Linked DNA regions of Hordeum vulgare: region 1 is linked to region 2. The links are chromatin contacts, called in public Hi-C maps. All regions are on one chromosome and are shown on one strand. Each heading gives the region's core, a stretch centred on a gene start, on an enhancer-like site or on the middle of the called end of the contact. The rest is flanking DNA. Distances are from core to core; before and after follow the strand shown.

The links. Hi-C and Micro-C count contacts between places; a contact is called where the count stands out from the background.
Region 1: a Hi-C map of seedling shows a contact between it and region 2, with 3 times the contacts expected there. The contact joins the promoter of LOC123425324 here to the promoter of LOC123429696 in region 2. A contact is called at or near these places in 2 of 6 Hi-C or Micro-C datasets (leaf and seedling) and 1 of 1 datasets of contacts at active chromatin or transcription factors (embryo).

The regions. Positions count from the first base shown.
Region 1 is chr2H:101,506,166-101,512,914 of MorexV3_pseudomolecules_assembly, reverse strand. It overlaps LOC123425324 (elongation factor 1-delta 1-like), which reads right to left and starts at 1,776. Exons shown (of 8, transcript XM_045109008.1): 1 at 1,638-1,776; 2 at 677-789; 3 at 479-595; 4 at 303-381; 5 at 21-144. The coding sequence starts at 759.
Region 2 is chr2H:101,172,216-101,179,109 of MorexV3_pseudomolecules_assembly, reverse strand. LOC123429696 (SPX domain-containing protein 6-like) reads right to left here and starts at 4,119. Exons shown (of 2, transcript XM_045113706.1): 1 at 3,644-4,119; 2 at 2,785-3,533. The coding sequence starts at 4,117. The coding sequence ends at 3,030.

The DNA of each region.
Region 1 (6,749 bases), core at 527-3,026, 340 kb before region 2:
GAGAATGCAGGATAACATACATTCTTTCTTCTTGGTAGATGCCTTCGCTTTGGCAGCACGCTCTTCAGCTGCCTTCTTCTCCTCTTCGGTTTCCTCTCCAAAAAGGTCAACATCGCTGTCATCGTCATCATCAGCTGCAGGAGCCTGCAAAGTAGAGGATACATGATGTTATACTGTTATACTGGAAGATTTAAACCACATAAATGCCCAACAACCAGCCACATGAACCAGTTCAGCAGGTGGCACGCTTATGCAAAAGAAATTATTAGAATAGTCCAGAGCAGATGGTTTATGAATGTAACCTCAGCAACATCAGTAGTTGAGGTTTCAGGGACAATTGATGACAGAACCTTCACACCTTGACCAGGGGCAGTAACTCCACTGAGCATGAATAGATTGTTTACATAAATTAGCATCACTTACAGGGACAGCAGAAAATGAAAGGCCGTTTGGAATTTAAATTAGCTTGAGAGCATACCTCAGCTTCAGGAGCGCATCAATGTGATTGTACCACCTTGCAACATTGGTGCAAGTCGATGGTGGAGCAACTGAGAATTCAGAATACACAGCCAAGTCATCCTTGGAAGCTTGGTATCTACAGAAGATAATTTTACAGAGTAAGTCTGATGAAACAAATACAACCATTTAGTAAACAACTATGGCATTAAACACATACCCAGAGATGTAGCTGCGGGACAGAAGGTAGCCATCAAGCTTTTTAAGGCCTGCCTCAGCGTTAACATTGAAGGTAGCCGCCATCTTGCCTCAAAAGGATGGAAAACAGCTGATCTACAGGCAAAGAAGAGAACGATGTAAGAACAGTGGATATTGGCACACAAACTGTGGAATATAACTTGGAAACCACAAACCAGTTTACACTAATGGCATCCTAATTCTATCTATGTAACAGTACTCCCAGTAACTCAAGCAGCAATCAAGCAAATGATTTCAATAGCAAACAAGGGAGATTTGTAGGGAACTAGCGAATCAAATTGACACGCAAGAGCAGCTACACAATTAGACAGAAGAGGAACACCTAAGAACGAGCAGGGGGTTATCATATGCCTACACAAGATGCATCAACACTACAAATCTTTGTTTGAAATGACATAAAGCGTAAATTCGGATGCAAGAAATTGACATGGTACACACACCGATAGATAACTGACTGACATAACATAACTCGTTTCCAGATAAATCACGCACAGGGATGTAGTGCATTCAAAACTAGGTAGATAGGGGTAAGAATCATGCAAACAGACAAGCAACCCAGGCCAAATCCATTTACTGATACTGCACCTTCACTGAAGCATGCGACGCGTGACCAAATTTGACGAACAGAACACACAACGCATCGGATCTAACCCCCCTAAACAGCATCAATAACCAACAAATCCTCCGCGGCCAATAACCGAGATCTGCTCTAACACGCGCCAACTGACCACGTACAAGCGCCTCCAGATCGAAGACCAAAGCTGACACATCCACAGGATAATTAAGAAGCGGAACTAAAATCATCACGCGATTCACCGCGAAGAGATCGAAGATGCAACATAGAACCAAAAGATCCGGAGCAGCTACGAGCGGATCTACGGAACTGGTGGAAGGGGAGGGGTCGGTGAGGATGGACCGGTTACCTCGAGGGAGCGAGTCGAGGTGTGGCTGCTGGGAGGCGAGGAGGAGGACGACGGCGCAGGAGAGGGGCGGATTCGAGAGGGTTTGGGGCCTTAAAACGGGGGGATGTGTGGTGGCGTGCCTACGGTTTGATCTGCATCTCACGGTCGCCGTTTGCTTCGTCGCAGTTTTGCCCTAGATCTGCGTCTGGCGTGTGGGCCTGCTAGGCTGTCTTAGCGAGAACCCGACCAGGCCGGCCCATATATACGCGCCTAAATGCGTGTAATGAAGGTGGACGCGGAAAACCCTATTTGCCGCGCGTTGCGATAAATTCTCGGGGTTTCGCACACAGAAACCCTAGCGATCGATGATCTGGATCAACCCATTATCGGTTGCGGGATTATAGTTTTCTAAATCTCCTACACTTTCCTAACTGGAAACTTTATAAAAGGTTCTCCGAACCGTTTTCCTTTTTTTTCGTTTCTTTTTTTCTTTATTCGTTTCTGTTTTTTCGAAAATGTTCTGAATTTTATAAAATGTTTCGAATTTTTACAAAATGTTAGGGATTTTCAAACATTGTTCTTCAAATTGTAAAAATGTTTCGAATTTTCAAAAAATGATAAGAATTATTGTCCGTTTCAAAATTTTGTGCTCAAGATTCTAAAAATGTTTGTCCATTAAAAAAATGTTCACGCTTCCAAATTTGTTCATGATTTTTCAAAATTGTTCTCGGTACGAAAATTTGTTCTCAAGATTATAAAAATGTTCATGCTTTGAAAAATTGTTCGTGATTTCAAATTTGTTCTCTGTTTCAAAAAATATTCAAAATTGTTTGTACTTTGTTTTGGGTTTTTTCAAAATTATTCTCCGTTTCAAAATTTTGTTCTCAAGATTTAAAAAATGTTTGTGCTTTCAAAAATTGTCCGCGCTTCCAAATTTGTTTTGGATTTTTCTAAAAATTTCACTATCTCAAAATTGGTTCTCAAGGTTCAAAAAATGTTTGTGCTTAAAAAATCGTCCGCCCTCCCAAATTTGTTTGGTTTCTTTTAATTGTTCTTCGTTTCAAAATTTTGTTCTCAAAATTCAAAAAATGTCCGTGCTTTAAAAAATTAGTAAGCATGGTGGAAAACTCAACCTCAGGTATCCTCCTCTTATTAGTCACAATATCCTTCATGTACTTAGCATACGGAGACATTTTGAGCATATCTGTCAAACGCATTTGCAGAAACACGGGTCTAATCATTTCAACAAATTGCTTAAAATCATCATCATCCTTTTTCTTGGATGGTTTGGGAGGAAAGGGCATGGGTTTTTGAACCCATGGTTCCCTTTCTTTATCATGCTTCCTAACAGTGAAGTCGTTCTTATCGTATCTTCTATTCTTAGGTTGTGGGTTATCAAGATCAACAGGTTCAATCTCCACATCCTTATCATTGCTATGTTGAGCATCAACATGAACATCATTATTGATATTATCATTAGGCTCATGTTCATCACGAGACTGTGTTTCAGCATCAGAAACAGATGGACTCTCACGTGTAACAGCAACAGGGTTACTAGCATGCAAGTTCCTATCATCTTTCTTCTTATTTCTAGGATGACTAGATGCATCAGTGCTAACTCCTTGAGAATCTTGTTCAATTCTCTTAGGATGACCCTGTCACGCCCAAGATGCGACCCTGTCCTCAATTTGGCACGAAGACCTCGTCAGGGATAGAAGCGCATCTCGTCGTGTCGCAAAAATGGATATCGTTACAAGTACATGTACTAAAAAGAAGAGATATATAATATAATTGGCTTACACTCGCCACAAGCTACATGAGAGTCACATCAGTACATTACATAATCATCAAGAGTAAGAGCAGGGTCCGGCTACGGACGAAAACAAACGAGAAAAGAAGAACGACATCCATCCTTGCTATCCCAGGCTACCGGCTTGGAACCCATCCTAGATCAATGAAGAAGAAGAAGAAGAAGAAGCAACTCTAAATGAACAATCAACGCGCTCGCGTCAAGTAACCTTTACATGTACCTGCAACTGGTGTTGTAGTAATATGTGAGCCATAGGGGACTCAGCAATCTCATTTCCAAAGGTATCAAGAATAGCAAAGCTTATTGGGTGAGGTAAGGTTAAGTGATGAGGTTGCAGCAGCAGCTAAGCATATAGTTGGTGGCTAAACTTACGAGTACAAGAAATAAGAGGGGGACGATCTACGCATAGCGGACGTGACTACTGATGATCAAATGAATGATCCTGAACATCTACCTACGTCAGACATAACCCCACCGTGTCCTCGATTGAAGTAAGAACTCACGAAAGACACAGTCACGGTTACGCACACAGTTGTCATACTTAATTAAGTTAACTTTAAGTTATCTAGAACCAGTGTTAAACAAAGTTTCCATGTTGCCACATAACCGCGGGCACAACTTTACGGAAATATTTAACCCTGCAGGGGTGCTCCAACTAGTCCATCACAAATTACCACAAGCCGCATAGAAATCCTCAATCGCGAAGCTCGCGATCTCGTCAGATTCCCTAGTGGAAAACCTCAACTCTGAGAATACCCAAAACATCACCGGAATCCCGATGCACAAGATATTTCATCAAAGGTAAAACTAATCCAGCAAGGCCACCCGACGTGTCAACGATCCCGATAGGAGTCGCGTACCTAGTTCTCAGGACACGACGGATAAGTGACGCGTACGGTGGCCTGATAGAAATCATCCAAGTTGCCCTGGGTTAGCCCCGCACAGTGCTCTGGGTTGGACCAACACTCATGAGGAGCACTGGCCCGGGGGTTGATTAAATTTCCTCGGGTTAATTACTCCCTATGTAGTTTATTAGTTATTAGGCAAATGTAGTACCAAAGTTGGGCCTTGCCAGACCAGCTTTAATCTAAAACGAATTATCAAGGGGGTCCCCATAACAACCCCGATCGTGTTAGGAGCGCTCACTTATGGAACATAACACCGGTAGCCGAAAACTAAGGGGGCAAAGGTGGAACAAAACACCAGGCTAGAAAGGCCGAGCCTTCCACCTTTTACCAAGTATATAGGTGCATTAAATTAAATAACATTTAAATATGGTGATATAACAAGGAACCCATGTTTTCACATGGAAGCAACTGCACCTGCAACTAGCAACGCTAACAACATGGTTAAGCAAGCAGTAACATAGCCAATCAGTGGTTTGCTAGGTTGAACAGGTTGAAGGTTTCATGGCATTGTTGAGAGGCTGATATTTAACATGTGGTAGGCAACGAGACATAATCGATAGCATCGAAATAACTAGCATGGCAATGATAGTAATGGTATCTGGGGAAATGGTCATCTTGCGTGAGATCCCGCTTGGAAGAAGAACAACTCGGTGGAGTCGGCGAACCAACGTAGTCGAACGGGTCCTCACATTCCGACACGCTTGCGGAACTCTATCGAGACGGAGCAAACCGGAAACAAACATCAACACAGATATTCAACTCACGATGCACAACATGATGCACAACCTACTATGATGCATGATCAGATCAATGATGCAAGGCATGGCATGGCAGTTCGCCTCACGCAAACTCTACACATTAAGTGAAGCTCGATATGCAACGACTTGCATATCGATGAAACTCCACGATTAATTATTTAATTCACTCTCAATTATTTAACACACAATATTAAATGTTGTTAACATGGCAAGGGGTGAAGAGGTGATCCTACATGGCATCCTAGACGGTTAACACGAGGGGCTTAGAATGGACGCTACGACACAAGAGACATGCAACACAAGATATCATGCCATGAATGCGTCATGCATGGGAGTTTCAAACATCACGGCAAGAAAAGAAAGAAACAAGTGTCGCCACGACGAGCGAGAGGGAACCATGGCGGCAAGAACAGAAATGAAGCCACGACAACGTTCCTATCCCGATACTCATCAAGATATAGTGCCAACGTATAGGAAGCGTGTGCGGGAACGCTAAATAAAGAATGGGGTGATCCCGTTACCGGGTTCCCATGTGTCGGGCACAACAAAAGAGGAACAACGTGCAACGGGCAACATACGGTGCAAACATACATTCATCTCATACAACACATGTACATGGTTCACGGCCATGTCTCATCGGTATACCTTCGAAGCGTGCAAACGGAGGGGTTCGGTTCGGTGAAGGAAAACAACGGTCGTCGGGGTCGTAGTGGTAGTCGTGGTACTCGAGTCTCGTCGACTGTAGTCGTTCTCTTGGCGTTGGTTCACGGTCTTCGGCGTCGGTTACGGTCTTCACCTCGGTAGTCGAACACGGGTCTTCGGCGACGTCGAGGAAGTCGAACTCGTTTCCGGGGTCGTCGAGGACGTCATGGTGCTTGGCGAATTTGTCGGTTCCACGGAGGAGGGAATGGTGCACGCGGCGACGGCACGCGACACAACAACAACTACAGCAACTAGCAAGCGCAGCAAACTACCTACAGGTACTAGCACTAGCATCTAACAGCAAGCAAGCTAGCAGCTATCTAGCAATCGGCTCAGCAGGCAAAACGCAAGCACCAACACCAAACTCGCAGGAGCAACAACAACATTTACAGCAACATCAACCTGCAACTGTTCGGCACAGCAACCAACAGCACAAGCAGGCAAGCAGGCAACGCCTAGCAACAATAATACTTGGCAAGCAACTAAGCAGCGGCAACAACAGCAAAGCAGCTCGGCAGCAGGGCAACGACACATGACAGCAACTCAGCACATCAGGCAGCAGCAGCCAGGAACACGCAGGCAGGCAGCAGACCAGCAACACGCAGGCAACCAGCACTCAAATCGGCAGCAACAGGGCGTCGGCGGGAGCGAGGACGTCGGCCGGCGAGGAACCTCGCGGGAGGCGGCGTCCAGGGCGGCTGGCAGCACGGCGACCCTAGGCGCGCGACGGCGGCACCAGGGGCACAGTGCATCGGGACGAGGGCGGCGGGGACGGCGAGGCCACGGCGGTGGGGACGGCGAGGAGAGGCGAGGCCGAGGCCATGGCGCGGCGAAGACCGAGGCGAGGGGCTAGGGCGGCATGGGGAGGCGGCCGGCGGCGAGGACTGCAGAGAGGGGCGGCTGCGCGAGCGAAGCTGCCGGCGAGCTTCGGTACGGGAGGAGGGGCTCGAGGGGA
Region 2 (6,894 bases), core at 2,870-5,369:
GGATGATGAATCCACCGGCCGCAACCCGCAGGCCGCATGGAGGTGCCGCCAGGGCGCGCGAGCCGCTCTCTCGCCGATGATGCGCCATGGGGATACGTTCCCTTGCCAGGCTACTCCGACGGCGACGCGCATGGTGGCTTCAATCCCAACACCGCCTTCCGTTCCTCCCCACCAGTTTCGGCCACGACCCGCGCACTCCCTCACCCGCGTTCAGCGCCGGCATCAACACCCAGTGCAGCTACTCGCTGCCGACATACTCATCAGCAGCCTCACATGTGCCATGGTCTCCTTCCATTCGCGTCCGCGTCGTCGTCACACTTTAAGAACACAAATGTCGTCATGGACAAAATCATCACGAGCGGCTCCGTCGCCGCCCTGTGGCACCCGGAGTTCGGCGTACAGGGCAAAACAATGGACAGCCGACGACATCGGTGATGAGATAGACGGTGCCGAGGAGGAGGAAGAGGGGGTGGAGGTTGAACCGGAACCAATGTCGAAGAAGAAGGGAAGGAAGAGAAGGCGGGCAGCGAACAGCAAGCCAGCCGAGCTACCCGTCAAGTGGACGTCAAGGGAAGACGAGTGCCTTGCCGAAGCTTGGAAGACTGTCGGCATCGACCCGATCACCGGCGCGAATCAGAACACCGATACGTACTCAGGGAGAATCAAAACCGCGTTCGACGAACGCAAGCTGGTCGACCTCGACTTCGCCAGGATCCACATGGACCACGGCAAGAAGGCCATGGCGAACCGCTGGTCGACGATTCAGACGGCGTGCAACAAGTGGCATGGGATCATCGAGGAGGTCGCTGCTCGCCCGGAAAGCGACTCCAACGTCGAGGGACAGGTATGGACACAGTTCGCATGCCCTAGTTCATCGCGTCGTCGTGTACTTTGCTGACATGTTTGGTTCGCTTGTGCAGATGGTTCTGATGTTCGGCATGTATCACGCCGACAACAAGGATCATGAGTTCACGTTCCTTCGCGTGTTCTCCAGGATCGAGTCGTGCGAGAAGTCGAAGTAAGTTCGGCTCGCCCTCGACAAGGCCAAGGAGACCTACAACCCGAACGCACCTGCGGCAGAAGGGCGCCCAGATGGCAGCAAGAAAGCCAGGGCGGCGAGAGACTCGGCGCCCGCTGCCGAACGGCTACAATCTTTGATTGAACAATGCATCACCGACACCAAAAACAGCGCTGCCAAGAGGGAGGAGAAATCGGACGCGCGGTGCTCGGCGTTGATGGCGAACCAGCACGTCAAGCTCGACCTTTTCAGGACCAACATCGCCGTGAAGAAGAGGAACATCGACCTGGCGTTCTTGATGGGGACAGACACGACGACGATGGACGAGCAGGTGAAGGCGTGGTACCTTTTGCAGCGCGACCTGATCTTAAACCAGATGATGGCGTCGGCGGCAACTGCATCGTCGACCACGACAACGACAATTCCAACCACGCTGGCGACCACGGCAACGACAACTCCAACCACACCGGCGACCCCGACAGAACCCACGCCGACGACGAGCCAACGACCTCGGACAGTCCCGCGACCGCGGTAGAGGAGCCGAACTGCGTCGAGCCGGCTGTTTGATTCATTCCATCGTTCCCTTTTGATCGCCGAACTACTAGGTGTGTTGATCGCCGAACTATGGCATGCTGATCGCCGACTTGTAACATGATCGTCGAACTTTGTGGCGTTTTTTGGAAGCGGGAAAAGATCAATTTGAAAACGTCGACGTGTGGGAGCCGAAACCTGGGGGCGCGGCTGGAAACTCGCTCGTTCCGAGGGCTAGAAAAGCGTCGGCTCGACGTCAAAAACGCTATCGCCCGAATGGGTGAGGGTCAAAGGGGTGGAGATGCTTTAAAATCGAGAGGAAAAGCTTTTCCCTAATCGACTTGCGGGAGGGGGGGGGGGGGGGGGAAGCACCCCAAATGGTGCTCCTTTTCGGTTGAATACTCTGTGAACATGCTTCTTCTTTCTTATGCAGGAATCAATTGACTTCTCACGCTCTTTTTTCTTTTTTTTGCTTTGTGCATTTGAAAATGCATGGATCATTTTTCATCCATTATTCAAAAACAAAAACAGGCACAATTTGCTATCTCGCTGTTCGAGTTTTAGCATTTTGGAGGAATGATTAGAAGTTTGGAATTGCCTTACAAATTTTGTTCATCCCCCTTTGCATACCTAGCATCGATCCTGGAGCAAGAATATACCTACCATCTTCCAACATGAGAGGAAGAATCGATAAAGACAAAGAGAACGGCGCGGACTATGAAACTTGTTCTTACTAGCTGCAACAATTTTATGACAACAAGTTTGTGAATCTCCAACCAAAATCGTAGGCTATGCACATTGACAATAAATAGTTTATCTTCGTCGCTTTTGATGTGGTCTTTTGGCCGCTTCTCTACAATATCAAGGTATATTCGTTTCGGCGAAGGAATCATCTTGCGTAGCTCGATCCTGACGGAATTGTTTCTCTAAACATATGAACCCTCGGTGTCGATTTGCTTGATCCAGTCAGATAGCATTGTCAGCTTCAGACTAATGGATTGACTCGTGAATGGTCTGAAAATTCAGAGACGGTATGACCGTTCGAACGGTTGATTTCTGTTGGACGTTTTTCCTTGACCTCTGGATTCGTCAGGAGCCAGAGATGAATTTTGTTGTTTCTTAGTAAATTAGAACCATGACCTTTCTTCGGCATCATGGCAGTTTGAATGAGATTTAATTTTCTACGACGCACTCAACCATATTTAAGCACAAACTCAACTAGATTTGACGCTCGGTTAGTGTCCTGAGTCCTGACAAAGATTTATATAGGAGCATAACATAATGCACAGTAGTATGAATTTGTATGCTCACATCTTGTTACCATCTTACACCAGCGTGGTAAAAAGAAAGGGAAACAAAAAAAGAAGTTAGAAACTACAGATAGCCAATTACATATCTGTGGATGTGGCTGGTGAGGCCACCAAGAAGAGGCCGGCGGGGGTCATTGGACGGGGAATGGAATGGGGGACGACGGCGGCGGCTAGAAGGAGCGGAGCCAGTCCGAGTCCGGCAGGTTGAGCGGCGGCAGCGAGTGGCGGCCGCGCGTGGAGCTGCTGCTGCGCACGTCCTGCATGGCCAGGAGCGCCGACACGGTGTTGCGGAAGATCCTCTGCTCCGCTGCGACCAGGGCCTCGCGGTCCCGCCGCGCCGCCGCCTGCCCCTCGCCGGGCGCCGTGGGGAACACTGCCTCCATCATGGCCTCGCACTCCCTCACCATCAGGGACACCGCCTCCACCGTGAAGAAGGGCTGCACCAGCACCGTCTCGATCACGGCGAGCCGGATCCCTGCGCCCGTGCGCTTGTCGTACTTCTTGAGGATCTTGGCCAGGCCGATGTAGTTGACGCTGCTGTAGTTGAGCAGCAGCACCATCTCGCCGTGGAAGTTGACGATCTCCCTCCGGATCGCCGCGATCTCGGCCTCGTGCGCAGCCGCCGGCACCGCCACCTTCCTCTCCAGCGCGCTCCTGATCGCCCCCTGCAGCTCCTGCTCGCACATACACACACACCACCAAGAACGCACGGACCGTCAGAGAAATTCGCAGGGCAGGCGAAGCCATTGGGACTGGCTGGCTAGCAATCAGCGCGTACACGTACCCTGTGGGTGATGATGAAGAACTCCTCCTGCTCGATGAAGAAGGCGTTGATCTTCTCTATTTGAACGTCGAGGCGGGCGACGAACTCGGCCGGCGAGACGGCGCCGATGACGGGCTTGAGCTCGTTGTAGCTCAGGAACTCGTCCTTCCATGCCGGGAGGCTCTGCTCGATCTGCCGCTTGAGCCACTTACCGAATTTCATGGCGTGCAAATCAATCCAGAGGCCGCCGACTGCCTTCTGCTCAACTAATCCCCAACCGAAATCAACTAATCTCGCCTCCTCGAGGGCAATGCAACGACAATCTGCGATATGAAGGTGAGCAATCGGTGGTGTTGGCGGATTAATGAGGGGTGAAGCGGCGATGAGTGCTGGTAATATAGGCGCGGGCACCGTACGTACGTGGTTAGTGAGGTAAGCGGTTGGAGGAGAGGAAGAGGAAGAAGATGGCGACGTTCTTGGAATATTTACCGGCATATGCTAAGCGTGGCAAGGGGCGTGGGGCGTGGGGCGGTGTGCGTGAGACCGTGGCTATGGGCACCCGGACGACGGGTGTAACGGTTGGTCGCAGGGACCCTCGTTGAGATTTTGAAATCCTTCTCCTCTCTACTACTCTCTCCATCCCAAAATAAGTGATTTAAAAATAACTCGACTTTGCACTAACTTTAATACAAAGTTGAGTCACTTTTGAATCACTTATTTTGAGACGGAGGAAGTACTTAGTACCGACTCTGTACCATGAACTGTTAAAACGTCATATATTATATTGATCCAGAACTCGTGAGCTTATAGAAGTGGTATGGAAGGAGTAGGTTAGAGCAACTCTAGGGGATACGTTAATCCGTTCGCCCCACTAAATAACCGTCAATATATAGAATCTGGATGAAATCAAATTACGATCAGATTCATATATCAACCTGACCCGTAAAAAAAATATGTACTATGACCCGTAACTGCTAAATCTATCGTTTTCCCCTCCTCTTTAAGGTTCCCTCTCTCGAGTGGCGGGAGAAATTTTTTGCTCGCACTCGCCATTCCGCTGCCGCCCCCGTTGTAAACCTTCGATGATATTTGCTTCCCCTGGCCACTATGCGCCATGAAGAGCTTCGGTCGTCCTCGCTCGCATCTTCTTCACCAAGATTGGTGCTTGGGTGGCTAATTTTCCCCGCGAGCGGGCCGCAGCCGACGCCATGGATCCGACCGGTAGCTTCGTGGAGTGGCTCGTTACGGGCGGATCCAACTGCTCCAGCCGTGAGTGAGCTACACAGTCATCCAGGCGTGCCAAAGCCACGGACATGGGGCCAAGGGGAAGTAAGGGGCGGTGGCGAAAGATTTCTATTTGATCGGGGTGCGGAAGTTTGGGGTGACGGATTTGGTTCCGACCAAAGCTAATATATAGGTCTTTCCTCTCGATTTAATTTCCGACCAAGGGGTGATTGTGACAAAGTCCCAGATTTATTTTCATAGATGGATTCCTCGTCGTCGGATTCAGATGATTCCTACATAGAGGAGATGTTTTTTAACGATGATGTCGAGCACCTCCTCTTGTTGCAACTTGCCTAAGAGTTTGAAGTCGACAAGAAGAAAAAGCACCACGGATCGAAGGTTAGCCGTCTTTGCATTCTGGGCAACTGAGCTCTCAGCCACAATATTCTCATGAAAGACTACTTTGTCGAGTTACCAACCTATTCGGCTCACCTCTTCTGTAGGCATTACCGAATGTGTAGATCTCCTTTTGTTCGCATTACTCAAGCTTGTGAGAAAGATTGTTGTTTCTTAACTCGTCGGAGGAATGCCGTCGGGTTGCTTAGATTTAGTACATACCAAAAAATATCGGTGACAATGAGAGCAATAGCATATGGCATTCCAGCTGATTACACCGATAAGTATATTTGCATTGGAGAATATACCACGTTATCGAAAAAAGGCTTCCGTCCTTCTTTATATATAAAGCACCACAGCCAAACTAATACAAGGAGATGAGGATAACCTCTCACAAAGAAGATCGGAGAAAATCAAGAAATACAAGAGAATCCACACCCTACCCCAAAACACCATAGACTACCAACAAGGAAGACGGTCAACCACCAGGGGAAACCACCCGGCCTCGTTCCGCCACTCACACCAAGTTGTCACCGAAGAGGACCCCCTGTCCTCTCACTCCGGATCACGGAGCTCGAACCTACAAGCAGACAACAAGGACCTGGAGTGGCATCAACGAGGACCCGTGTAGAAGATATGAAGGCAAATGCGACCGCCCGTGCTAGAGTTAAGGAGACCTCAAGCCAGGATCAGAAAATGGCTATCGATGATGGTGCGGTGCGCATGGAGGAAACTGAGCTCCACGACTATGTCCTCAGGAGGAACACAATGCATTGTGTCAACACCGCCGAGACCGAGGGAACGGTCAAGGGTTTTCACCTCGATTAATGTCCTGGCAAGAGGTATCACAATGGCCCCCCCAAGAAGGACATGACACGCACGAGCATCACCATTGTCGGTGCCGGAGCACAAGGCTTTTGCCCAGAACCTCTCACCCGTGCCACCCAAGGAACTCCGCGCACCTATCCATCCTACAGGAAGACATGCCGCCACCAAATGAGACCTTCAGAACATGATCTGGGAACCGACACTGCCAAGACACCATCGATACCAGGATCATCGAGCGCTATATCCTTTGTCGCCCACACGACCAAGAGATGCAACCATCACCAACGCCAAGACGCCTATTGAGAAGCCAATCTGACTGACCGCCATCCGGGGTCGTCGCCCCGGCGTCCACGATCCCCAACTCACACCCGCAGCCGACTCCAAACCTCGAGCACCTCACTGACCAATGGCAGGACTAAAAGGCACCTCCTTTCTAGTCCCACGACGCACCATGGACGAAGGGAGCCCCATGCCAATGCCACCACCACCTACAACTGCGACCAACAACCCAAGTCGATCATCGAAGACCGGATCTGGCTGGAGCATCCATCCCCACGTTCGTGCATCACACCACGACGAGGATGGGTGACCACCCGGACGACATCCGGGCCACCGGACGATGGAGTAGGCAATCGTAGCCCCCCTAACAACATTGATAGTTGTGTCAAGCCTGCCAAGAACCCAGATGAGATCACTCTATTTTTTTAGACCTACTGAAGATAATGCCACACACGACCAGCTACACGATGATCTCACTAAGCACCAGTGAAAACCATATGGGAGATAAACTCCCATTTTATTCATTTTATCTTATTTGTATTCAT